Linked DNA regions of Sus scrofa: region 1 is linked to region 2. A link is a contact called in public Hi-C data. All regions are on one chromosome and are shown on one strand. Each heading gives the region's core, a stretch centred on a gene start, on an enhancer-like site or on the middle of the called end of the contact. The rest is flanking DNA. Distances are from core to core; before and after follow the strand shown.

What was found. Hi-C and Micro-C count contacts between places; a contact is called where the count stands out from the background.
Region 1: a Hi-C map of embryonic fibroblasts shows a contact between it and region 2, with 2.2 times the contacts expected there. The contact joins two enhancer-like sites. A contact is called at or near these places in 1 of 47 Hi-C or Micro-C datasets (embryonic fibroblasts) and 1 of 2 datasets of contacts at active chromatin or transcription factors (alveolar macrophages).

What each region holds. Positions count from the first base shown.
Region 1 is chr9:72,823,340-72,829,610 of Sscrofa11.1, reverse strand. The region is part of intron 2 of LOC102161391 (a long non-coding RNA gene); the gene reads left to right. Among named protein-coding and RNA genes, the nearest start is that of CDK6, 61 kb to the right of the region's middle. Within about 2 kb of position 3,825, at least 15 of the 83 cell types and tissues checked have an H3K27ac peak or open chromatin away from gene starts, as enhancers often do. A contact at or near this core is called in embryonic fibroblasts, where this site is marked.
Region 2 is chr9:72,612,701-72,618,624 of Sscrofa11.1, reverse strand. All of the region lies in intron 4 of CDK6 (a long non-coding RNA gene), which reads left to right. Among named protein-coding and RNA genes, the nearest start is that of FAM133B, 110 kb to the right of the region's middle. Within about 2 kb of position 1,879, at least 31 of the 83 cell types and tissues checked have an H3K27ac peak or open chromatin away from gene starts, as enhancers often do. A contact at or near this core is called in embryonic fibroblasts, where this site is marked.

The DNA of each region.
Region 1 (6,271 bases), core at 2,576-5,075, 210 kb before region 2:
GTTGAGATGTGATACCCAGAACTGCAGCAGCCATCTTGCAGCCATGGAGAGAGCTAGTCTAAAAGACCAACACGGCATACTGAGGATAGCAGACAGGAATGGTATAAAGAGCATGGTTCTCAATTATGCCACAAAACCAACAAGCCCAAGACCAACCAAACTGGGACTTCTTATGAGATAATAAACTCCCTTTCACTCACTCAGCAGTGTTTATTGAGCACCTACCATGTGGATTGCTGCCCTATACTAAGTGCTTAGAATATCTCAATAAATAAAATATACAGGAGTCCTACCCTTGTAGAACTAATAACATTCCAGCTGAGAGAGAATACATTTAAAACATAAATAAGAAAATACTACAGTATGTTAGGAAGTAGTAAGTGGAGAAAATGTAAAAGTGGGCCGGGGTAAAAAAGATCAGGAATGCTAGGATGGAGGAGGTAGGTTTTGGTGTTGAATAACGAGAGGGTTGGTCAGCCTTATGAGAAAGGGAGATTTGAACAAAAACTTAAAAGAAATGAAAGAGTTATTCTTTAAGGTAGTAGGAGGTGTTCTGGTTTTGTTTCTTTTTTTTTTTTCATTTTTAAATTTTTCTTAGTGTTTAAAACCCTCTAAATAAGAGGGAAAGGTGAGGAAGAAGTGAAGAAATAGAGAGAGACGGGGAGAGAGAGAGATTTGGAATATATCTGATGCCTGTTCCACTTCAGTCCTTCATCATTCTTGTGAGCCAAAACATTCCTTCCTTTGCTGATGTTTGAACTGGGTTTCTGTCACTTACCACTGAAAGAGGACAAACTAATACATTTTAAGTTGGTCACAAATAAACTACCTCTGGTTCCATGGACAACAGGTCAAATAGATACTGGACCGTAAATCCATCCTGTATGTAATGAGCTTTATTTTCCACACTGGGAGTGTCTAGGTAGTTGTAATCAAGACAGTGTGGTATTGGTGAAAGAACAGACAAATAAATCAGTGGAACAGAATAGAGAGCCCAGAAATAGACCTTATGAAGATAGTAAACTGATCTGACAAAGGAGCAAAGGCAATAACAATAGAACAAAAATAGTCACAAATGATACTGGAACAACTGGACATCCACATACAAAATAAAACAAGAAGAAGAAAGAATCTAGGCAAGGACCTTGTACCCTTCACCAAAACTAACTCAAAGTGAATCATAGCATTAAATGTAAAACACAAAACTATAAGGCTCCTATAAGATAACAAGGGAGAAAACCCAGATGACCTTGGCTGGGTATGGCAATGACTTTTTATATACAACACCAAAGTAATGATCTACGAGAAGAGTAATGGATAAGTGGACTTTTGAAATTAAAAACGTTTCTGCTCTGCAAAAGACAATGTCAGGAGAATGATAAGACCAGCTACAGACTGTAAGAAAATATTTGCAAAAGACGTATCTGATAAAGGACTGTTATCCTGAATATATTAAGAACTTTTAAAATTCTCCAATAAGAAAACAACCAGATTATAAAATGGGCCAAAGGTCATGACAGATGCCTCACCAAGGAAAATATACCAATGAAAAATAGGTATATGAAGGAGTTCCCTGGTGGTTCAGTCGGTTATGGAGCTGAGGTTGTCACTGCTGTGCCTTTGCTTGCTGCTATGGTGTGGGTTAAATTCCTGAACCAGGAACTTCCACATGCCATGGGCATGGCCAAAAAAATAAACATATGAAAAAATGCTCCACAGTACATGTCATCAGGAAAATGCAGATTAAAACAACAATGAAATGCCACTGTGCTTCTATTTGAATAGCTAAAATACAGAACACTGACACCACCAAAGGCTGATGAGGGTGTGAAGCAACAGGAATGCTCATTCATTGCTGATGGGAATGCAAAATGGTTTAGCTGCTTTGAAAGACAGGCAGTTTCTTACTAAACTATTACAATTACCTACAGTTACAGCTAAACCTACAATTACCATGTAATCCAGCAGTCATACTCCTTGGTATTTACGCAGAGCAATTGAACACTTAATTTCACACAAAACCCTGCACACAAATTTTTATAGCAGCTTTACTCATAATTGCCAAAACGGAAGCTATCAAAAAGTCCTTCAGTAGGTGAATCAGTAGATAAAATGTGGTACATCTGGGAGTTTCCGTCGCGGCTCACCAGTTAACAAACCCAACTAGTATCCACAAGGACATGGGTTCTATCCCTGGCCTTGCTCAGTGGGTTAAGGGTTTGGCATTGCTGTGAGCTGTGGTATAGGTTGCACATGGGGCTTAGATCCCATGTTGCTATGACATAGGCCGGCAGCTACAGCTCTGATTCAGCCCCTAGCCTGGGAACTTCCATATGCCTCAGATGCAGCCCTAAAAAAAAAAACAACAACCAACCGTGGTACAATGGAATATTATTCAGTGCTAAAAAAGAAATAATTTATCAAGCCATAAAAAGTCATAGAGGAACTTAAATGCATATTACTAAGTAAAAGAAGTAAGTCTGATCTAGAGTGTGTACAGATTTCTTATAAATCAATAAGAAAAACTCAGTTTTTTTAAAGAAAGGGTAAAAAACGTGAATAGGATTCTTATAAAAGAGGCTATCCAAATGGCGAGTGAACATGAAAACATGTCAACATGATTAGTTATCAGTAAAATGCAAGTTGAAAACTTTACAGAATATCTTGACACACACCCCAGAGTGGCTAAAATTTAAAAAGTCAGCAATACAAGTGTTAGGATGTAGAGGGACAGAAACTCATAGAATGCTTGAGAGTATCAGTTAGTGAAACTACTTTGGAAATTTTGTTGCCAGTTAAATTAAGCCCATGCCTACCCCATGACTCAGCAATTAGTAGCTATCTATCTTTCCTAACTCTAAGATAAATAAATGTGAGGACCTTCTTATACCAAGATTCACTCTTACTATAAGCAGTCCAATCTTCCTGTAATAGCTAATATCTCAGGGGCCCTTACTGTGGACCAGCACCATGATGAGTGCTTGCATGCAGTAACATTTAAGTTTCCCGCTAACCTTAAGAGGTAAATATTATTAAACTACTTTACAGATGAGAAAATTGGTTGAGAAAACTTAATGAATTTTCCCAAGGTCATTGTATTAGTCAGTATCCTTTGTTACATTTAAAAGAAACCAAAAGTTTGGTTTAAGCAAAAAGCAATGTGCTGAAAAGTCATTGTAAAACTCCCAGAATTGCCAGCATGGCTCATTGAGGACTCTGCAGTCATGAGCAGTTCTCCAAATCAAGTTTATACCAAACACTGGTCAGGTTGACCCCTCTGACAGCTCTGGGACCCAGACACAGGCACCAGCAGAACTGCCACCACTTGGCTGGAGCTAGTGGGAACTGTCACCACTGTTGCACTGCAAGGGTGACCCTAGTTTCCCACTGCACCAATCACATTAAGAGTATACTGTGCATGCCCTGGGGCCAAAAAGGGGTGATTTGTGCTTACTCTGAAAATCACAAGTTCAGAGTGATGAGCATGGATTTGAACCCAGTCCCCTTGCCTCTAACATCTAGGAGCTCTACTACTCTTCTTGGTCACCTCCAGATCCATGCTGTTACTTCATCACTTTAAGAACAAGGTGAGGCCAGCAAGTATTAAAATGTCCAGCAACACTTCATGCCCCCATATCCTGTAGATCAGAATGCTTTAACCATTTGCTGCTTGACTAATTTAGAAAGACAGAATAAAACTACCCATATGCAAATTGGGCTTCTGAAATCACCAAGTGCTTTAACAAAGGCAAGTGGAGAGGACCTGGGATGACAGCTCATTGAGAGCCATCACTGTACCATGTGGGGCCATGTGGCTGCATGCTGACTCAAACTCGTGGTGGAGAAGGGGGGGGCGCTTCTGAATCACCAAGACCACATCCTGCTCCTCCCTCATTTTTTCCCCTGGAAGCTGCCCATCAATCTTGTTGCTGAGATCTCCACCCGAGCATGGGGCTCAGGTATTCACACCAAATGTCTGTGAATGTCTAAGAAGTCCCATTTTCCAGGAACATTTGGCCCTGTTGTTTCAGTGGCATCTAAGTGTGAAGTTGACTATGAGTAAGTGTGAAACTGATAGTCTGTGCCTGTAGACTCGGGGCTCAATTTGGGTCATTTATCTCACTGTGCTTTGGTGGGCACAAACTAACATCTAGCATCCCCTATACTTGACTTTAGCCATTTTTTTACTGAAAGAAAGTTCTAATCATAATGCCAGCTAGATAAAAACTTGGGAGAAATGTGTTCTTTTTTGAGAACTGTTATCACAGACACATATTCACTATAGCCAAAGACTAAGCAGGCATCTCATCCTGCTCTGATTCATCTTAGAAAAACATGTGGTAGGCAATTCAACATCCTCCCCCATTTACTTTCAAATAAAGAGTAAGAGGAAAGGTCAATTTTCTTTCCTTTATTTTCTTGTAAAGGCAATTTAGTAAAATTAGGATCTGTTGGGGCTTTTGTTTTGTTTTGTTTTGTTTTGTTTGGGGTTTTTTGGGTTTCCACTGAAGACAGAAGTGGGAGTTAGGATTACAAAGACTGAAAAGTCATCAGTATATAGAGGAATTTGAAATTTCAGATGAAGGAGTCAGAACTTTGTAGACAGAGTAATTCGTGAAAGTTTTTGAATTTTAATGTATTTTTTTTTTTTTTTGGTCTTTTTTTTTTTTTTTTTGCTATTTCTTTGGGCCGCTTTCGAGGCATATGGACGTTCCCAGGCTAGGGGTCGAATCGGAGCTGTAGCCACTGGCTTACGCCAGAGCCACAGCAACGCGGGATCTGAGCCGCGTCTGCAGCCTACACCACAGCTCACGGCAACGCCAGATCGCTAACCCACTGAGCAAGGGCAGGGACCGAACCCGCAGCCTCATGGTTCCTAGTCGGATTCGTTAACCACTGCGCCACGATGGGAACTCCTGAATTTTAATGTATTTTTTAGAGTCAGATACAATGAACCAAAAAAATGTAGAAGTCATATGTAAATTTAATTTACAAGATGATAGGGCAGAATTTGTGCAGCTACCACGTGACAGGATAAGCACTATGGTGGTTATCATCTCGCAGTTTATTAAATCAAATCAACATGTTATACACCTTAAACTTGCACAGCATTTTATGTCAGTTATACATCAACAAAACTGGAAAAAGAAAAAATGAAAAATAGAAGATTGCTAGTACTTCAGAATGTTCCCTAGTGAAACATTTTTTTTTAATTAACGAGGTTTTTTTTTTAAGATTTTTATTTTTTCTATTATAGTTGATTTACAGTATTCTGTCAATTTCTACTCTACAGCAAAGTGAAAATTACAAGGATAGAGACAAAACCCTTATATTCCATTTGACATGTCATTACCATTAAGGTCAAAAAGTCTAGTATCAGCAGCATCCCAGAAGTCTCCTGAATCCACCTCCCCAGTCACAATTCCTTTCCTCCTTCACCCAAGGTAATCACTACCCTAACATTTAGGAAAATCTTTTATTTCCTTACTTTTCCTTATGGTTTTACCCTATAAGTATGCATCCTTAAATAATGTAGTTTATTTTGTCTTTTTTGAACTTTGTTTAAATGGAATCATACTTTTTGTTTTCTTTGGGTTTTGCTTCTTTTGTCCAACAATATTTTTTGAGAGTCATCCATGTTGTAACTAATTTTCCTTCACTTTCTTTATTGTAAATGAATTATTTCTTCATGCTATCATTGTTACACATTGGGTCGTTTCCAGCTGGAGCTGTTAAAAACTATGCTGTGGCATAGTTGTGGGTGTGTATGTGAGTATCTGTGTCTCTGTGTCTGTGTATAATAGAACAGGAGAGAATTATGAAGATCTATCTAGCAGTAATGCACAATAGATAGTACAGTCAGGAAGGAAAGAATCAAAGGGCAGTTTAGTTGAGAAGCCCAATCAGATAAGATTTAATTTGAACTCGATGATGAACAAAAGAGTAAGAGAGCATAGACTCCTAGAAGTTCACCAGGCTAAAAGGTATACTCATTTAAAATTGTTACAGATAACTTTTAAATTTCCTTTTCGAAAGGCTTTATCATTGCATACTCTTACTAATGGATTTGTGTATGAGTGAGAATATCCATTCCTCTGTATTTTTGCCAACTTTTGATATTATCTATCTTTTAAAATTTTGCCAAAATTATCAGAAAAAAGCTATCATTTCAAGTTTTATTTTCTTAATTATTAATGAGTTTAAACATTTTCATACTTTCTTCATCGGACTATTGCATTTTGTGTATGAATTTCCCATTCATATCCTTTCC
Region 2 (5,924 bases), core at 630-3,129:
GGAACCGAACCCGCAACCTCATGGTTCCTAGTCGGATTCGTTAACCACTGCGCCACGACGGGAACTCCTCTTTTTGTCCGTCTTCTGCTTCATTTGACTCATTTCAAATTATTCCTCCTGTTTCTCCTTTCCTCACTGCTGTAGGTTGGTAGGTCCTCCTTTTGGTGCAGCTGGATCATTGCAGCCTTTTAACTGAGCTTCCTGCCTCAAGAATTACATCCAATTTCATCTTTTGAAGTTACCAGAATGTTCAGTCAAAAATGCAGATCTGACGTGCAAGCCCTATGTCAAACTCCTTAGTGCCTCCCATCCCTCTCAGGAGAAAGTCTGGCCTCCATTATATGGTGCTTAAGGTCCTTTGTGATCTGGTCCAAACAGTTTCATACTCCTCAGCCTTCCTGCTCCAGCCGCTCCCTCTGGCTGTCATATCCTTGCACCTCATCTCTGAAGCAGAGTAACAGTCCATATCCCTTTCCTGCCCTCTGCCCTACCTCGTGCCGTCGGTACACATGTAAAACATTTGCTGATAGCCAAAATGTATAGAACCAGCACCTGCAAAGTACTTTCAAGATTTTTACACCATGTAATTCTCCAGTTGTTCTGTGATATACATACTGTGAATTTCCCTTTTTGCAGATGAGGAAACAAAGGCATGGAGAGTCTAAGATATTTAGCCAAGTGATACAACTCACAAAAGAGGACCCGGGTTTTGAACCCAAGTGCTTAAATCATGTACCTCTACCTGGCACAGGAGCCTATGCAATTGGTAGTTACACATCTGCCTTTCCTGCTCAACGGTGAGCTTTGGAGAGCAGAAATGATATCTTTAGTCTTCGTATCCTTTTTATAGCTGGGATCCAGTGCTTGTCATATAGTAGGCACATTAGTGTGTGTGTGTGTGTGTGTGTGTGTGTGTGTGTATGAATGAATCATTGAAGTGACTTTCATATGTTTCATAAACTGCATGAGAAGTGATACTAAGAGTCCGGGGTAGTACAGATATATCTGTATTTCACTCACGAGTACTTTTCCATGAGGATCTAACAGAAGTAAAAGTGTTATTACTGCCTTTGAGGAGAATTTGGTTTAATTGAGAAACTTAAATAGGTGAAAGAACTTAAATATTGAGCTTTAAAAGCCATTCTTACTCCTGTGACCAGTGGACATTATTAATATTTGTAGGAAGCAACTTATCTTTTTAAAGGTTCGTCCTGTGCTAATAGCTAACAGCATCAGCAGTTTAATTATTGACTTATTCCAGATCTAGAGCAAACTTCCTAGTACTTTGAGAACTGCTGGCCAATTTAAATGTCAGCCTTGCTTTTTTGCAAGGGATCTTAAACAAGTGTAACCGTTCCATCTTCCAACAATAAGCTAGTTTTTTTTGTTAAAATGGAAGGGAGGCTTCCCAGCCCAGCTAAAGTTGGCAAGATTATTCATCTTCCATATATCAGATTTATACACTAGAAAGATTTCATTTACTATTTTAAATGCAAGAAATACTGTGGTTAAAATACAGGTATGGGCCTACTGTGGTTTCTGGAGCTGCCTTCATAGAGAATCATGGAAACATGGGCTCCAATGTTCTTTATAACAGTTCCATGCTTATTTCATAAACGAGAGCCCATATAGGAAAAAGCTTTTATCCCCCCTCCATGCAAAGGCTTATAACCGAATGAGAAAAAAAATTAATTAATTACATGAATATTAAGAGGTTACTTATCTATTATAACATTGGGCCACAAGTTGACTAATTAAAAGGAATGCAGGTTGGAAAGCTGCCACAAATCTGCTCCTTTCATTTCGAGGCCACAGGCTGAAGCCAGTGATTGTGCGTGACAGACTCTGGGAACAATGGTGCAGCGCTCAGACCGTCCAGATGAAGCATGGCCGTCTGAATTACACCAACGACGGGGTGGCCTACAGGCAAACAAAATGGTTAAACAATACATAATCAAGTTTTTATTTGGTATTTCCTGCGAGGCTCTACCAGTTGCCAGGGAGTGTACTGTATTTTTTCTTTGGCTGTATTAATTGTTGACCGTAGCTGGAAGAGCACCAAACAGGGACAGATAAGGGGGAAAATGGCATCTGGACATTAAAGCCACAAGTGTACTGGGGGGGAAAAAGCGCAAGAAAATTACAGCATATATCAGGAATTTTCCAACTAACGATGTGCGGATGTGGTAGCACGAAGGAAAAAGAGCCAAACTGAGCTTGCTTTGTTCACTAAGAGAGGCCCCCCTGTAGCATTCCTTTTAGCTGTGCATATTTTGGCTTCATTTGTACAGTTTTAACTTTATACTGTGTGTGGAGAAGCTCAGTTGTAACTAGTTGTTCCTAATAATTACATTGCGATAATTAAAGTTCATGGATAGCTGTAATGTTCTTAGTCATTTAGAAGCTGCTTCCAAAACCAAGTCTAAGCCGAAAACTTCTTTTAAGTGACATGTCATTACCATATAAAAGATGGCAACAATTATTTCTTTGATTTAACAACAATTTTTTATAGACAAGATTCGTTTACGGAGACAAAAGAGAAACGCTGTCTTGAAAACTTAGGATGAGAGTCAGGGGGCCAGCCAGGAGTGATGAGATCTTATAGCCTGCAGATAAAATATCCCTCAGCTGGTTCGTAGACCACGAAAATTTGTGGTAAGGACAATCCCTTTTGCGTCTTATAGAACCCATTTAAAATGCAAAAATCATATGTAAATGTTCACAAATCTATTGCAGAAACAAAGTATGGCAGTTTCATGCCCTCAGCTAGAAATCAAATATTACTGTTTGGACTGAGTAATAAAATGAAAAATCTGCAACTGGACACAGCTTCCTTCTTGAAAGATTGATCAGCCTTGGGGTCCCCAGTGACAATGATGATGATGATGATGATGATGATGGTAATGATGTATACAAAACTGTTAGAGCTGTGAAATACTTTGCCGGGGGCTTCTTTTGCCGTGGTGGTGATCTGTTTGCATATATGGCTGTCATGCCCAGTGGTCATACCTGCAGCCTCGGGGGTTACACTGCATTTGAATTCTAGCCTATTATGACATGTGGCTAACTATAGTTATTAACGTGTTCTGAACATCAGTTTCCTACCTAGAATGTGGGTTAAACTCGCAGTGCCCCCCTCACAAGTAATTCCAGGATTTAAATGACATAAAATTTGTAAAGTTTTTAGTGAAGTGCCAGACATGTAGAAAACCCACGATAAACTTTGGCTGTTATTGCATCTTCTCTGTTGTGACTCTCTGAGGTTTCTTTTAGTTTTGAAAATATTATTTCTAGTCAGTGTCTGCCCTAGACTCGAATGTATTTACTTAATCACCATGGACTTCTGCAACAGATAGCAAGGAACAGGTTGTTTGGTCTGTAATGAAAGCCAAGATAGTGGTTTTGATTACTGTTAAACCTTCTTGGACAAACTGAAATTTTAGTATCTGTTTTCAGAAGTATTTATTAAGACCAGTCATTAATTGAGAAAAAAAAAATGAACAGTATTCTCACATAGCATCATTCTTGGAGAGGTGGACTTCTAACCACAGGATGTGCATACTTTATGATGCTATAGACAGCTGCCTGGTAACGCAGAGGCCATGACTTCACCTCCAAATGCTAAGGGAAAGATCCTCTCATTATGGTCTCGTATTTGATGGAATGATTTTCATAAGACTTATTTTAATAACTTTTGTGCGTTTCAATTACATTTTCTGGTGTGTGCTGTTTTTCACTTCCATCTCCAGAAGTCTGAACCCTTAACCTTAAACATGTGTTAGGGATTCATAGACTCTGGATATTAGAATTGCACAATTCATTTCCATACCCCAGGAGTTCAGTGTGCTGTGCGTTCAATAAAGGGACAACATTATTAATGATGAGCCATGTATATGTACTAAACATTTTTAAATCCACAAAACTTCTCGTGGACCAAAGCATTTGTTAAAATAGACCTGAGTCCCTGACGTCGGACCACTTTTTCTCAAAATAAATCTTAGGTCCTGAAAACATTTTAAGGCCTGAAATAATATTACTATTGAAAAACTTCTCGAGTCATTTAGGAAAGACTGTACTAAAATACACACATATGTGGTAAGTTTTTTTCAATAGGATCTTTACGTCTTAAAAATTAGGTATAAAAGATTATTAATTCTCCTCAGCCGAAACAGTAGAAACTTCAATAATAATTTGAATATGGTCAGCTTTAACTTAAAACTGGAAAACTCCCTTCTCATTTCTACAATTGGCTTTTTCTCTTCAGCTGCTTTTTAAGTTGGGCTGTTAGCAATTTAGCCTGTCTTTAATTTTAAGCACCATTCTTCCAGTCCAGAGATCCCTATAGGAAGCCCCACTCTCATAGCCTCGCCTCTCATTGGCTAGCCAGGAAAAGAGCATTTCTGCATAAATTGGATGCTTCCTTCTCCCCGGGAGACCAAATATGCTCGTGTTTCACAATCCCCCAGTTTGTAAGCTTGAGTCCATTGCCTGAAGCTGGAAACTTTCACTTTGTGGAACACTTGCACACATGGAAATCCAGATCCGATACCCCTGACGCGCCCATGGGTCCCACAGCAGATTAAATACATGCTTCTTTATCCAGTGTTTCTGAGCTGCCCCGACTGAAATCAGAAACCGATGTGCGTGTGAGAGGTGTCCTTCAAAGAAAGGTATTTCCTTTGTGCAGCCCCCGTGCACGCAGACTCCAAGGGGTTAACCTGAGAGCTGCTTTGAAAACAGAGGCGAAGGTCACCGGCGGCAACAGCAAAGACTTTTAAAGCCTGCCGTCCTGAGCCTTTCACCCGGCCTTTCCCACCCAGGGGACTGTAAACATTGGCTCCCGGCCACCACATCCCACAGCACAAAACCTCTCTGTGCTTTCAGCATATACATTTATGCTTTTTTATGGAAGCCGAGGCACAGGCGGGTTCTTGCTGTGAGCACAGAGAGCATGTTTCTGTTCGGGGCCAGGACAGGAACCCTGTCCCGCTGGAATGTGGAAGCATGCAGATATGCTTATTTAGCAGGGCTTCACATGGAACTTCGCTGCTGCTCTCCGTCTGACTTTCTCAAGTCAAAAGAATGTGTAGAATGCTGTCACTTAATCAGAACCCAGAAGAGCTCTTTTATCTGCCATTTGTTAGTAACTCGCAATATTGCCCTTATCTCTTTGTCCTTTAGCTCAATCCAGTGCCCTCCGATATGAGAACTGGTAACATGAAAGCACTTATTACCTTGAGCATTGCTTCTTGTTTTTCTGTCTTAAAACTCAGAGTTCTTCAGTCATCAACAAAAAAGTTGCAGGGTTTTGGGTTTTTTTTTTTTTCAATTTATTTAAATAAAGTCGTCTTAGTCCTAGGACCATCGTTTGATGATGTTTAAAAGAAACCAAGAAGGTTCATATATGTATGCTGCCATTCATATCTGGTTCTTCAAAAGTCTATTAGCTACATATTTATAAATAACCTTCATTGATTCAGTTGTGTGAGAACAGAATGAAATTTCCAGAGACAATAGATGTAGCTTAAATTTCTCCCTCCTGAATGTTTTCATGTGTTATAGGGGGGTTCAGATCTTCCCCCATTTTAAGTAATTTCATGTAATTTCAGTCATTTGACATAATAGTTTTTCTCTTCAGTGATTTCTAATGTTTCTAACACAAATAGGGAATTCATTTTGATCAATCCACATGTTACAGTGGGTCAGGGCAGAAAAAATTATACCCTGTGCCATTCTTTTTTTTTTTTTTAAGTGACTATTTCAGAAGCAGGCATATAAAATCTTAGCCTTTTCTTCTGAAATGACAACTGTGAGCACATTTTGTAATAAATTTGTTTGCTTGCCTACTGAAAGGTCAGTCACTATGCACTCCTCCTTGAATAATGATGTTTTATTCTGAAAAGACCAACAACAGCCCCCACCAC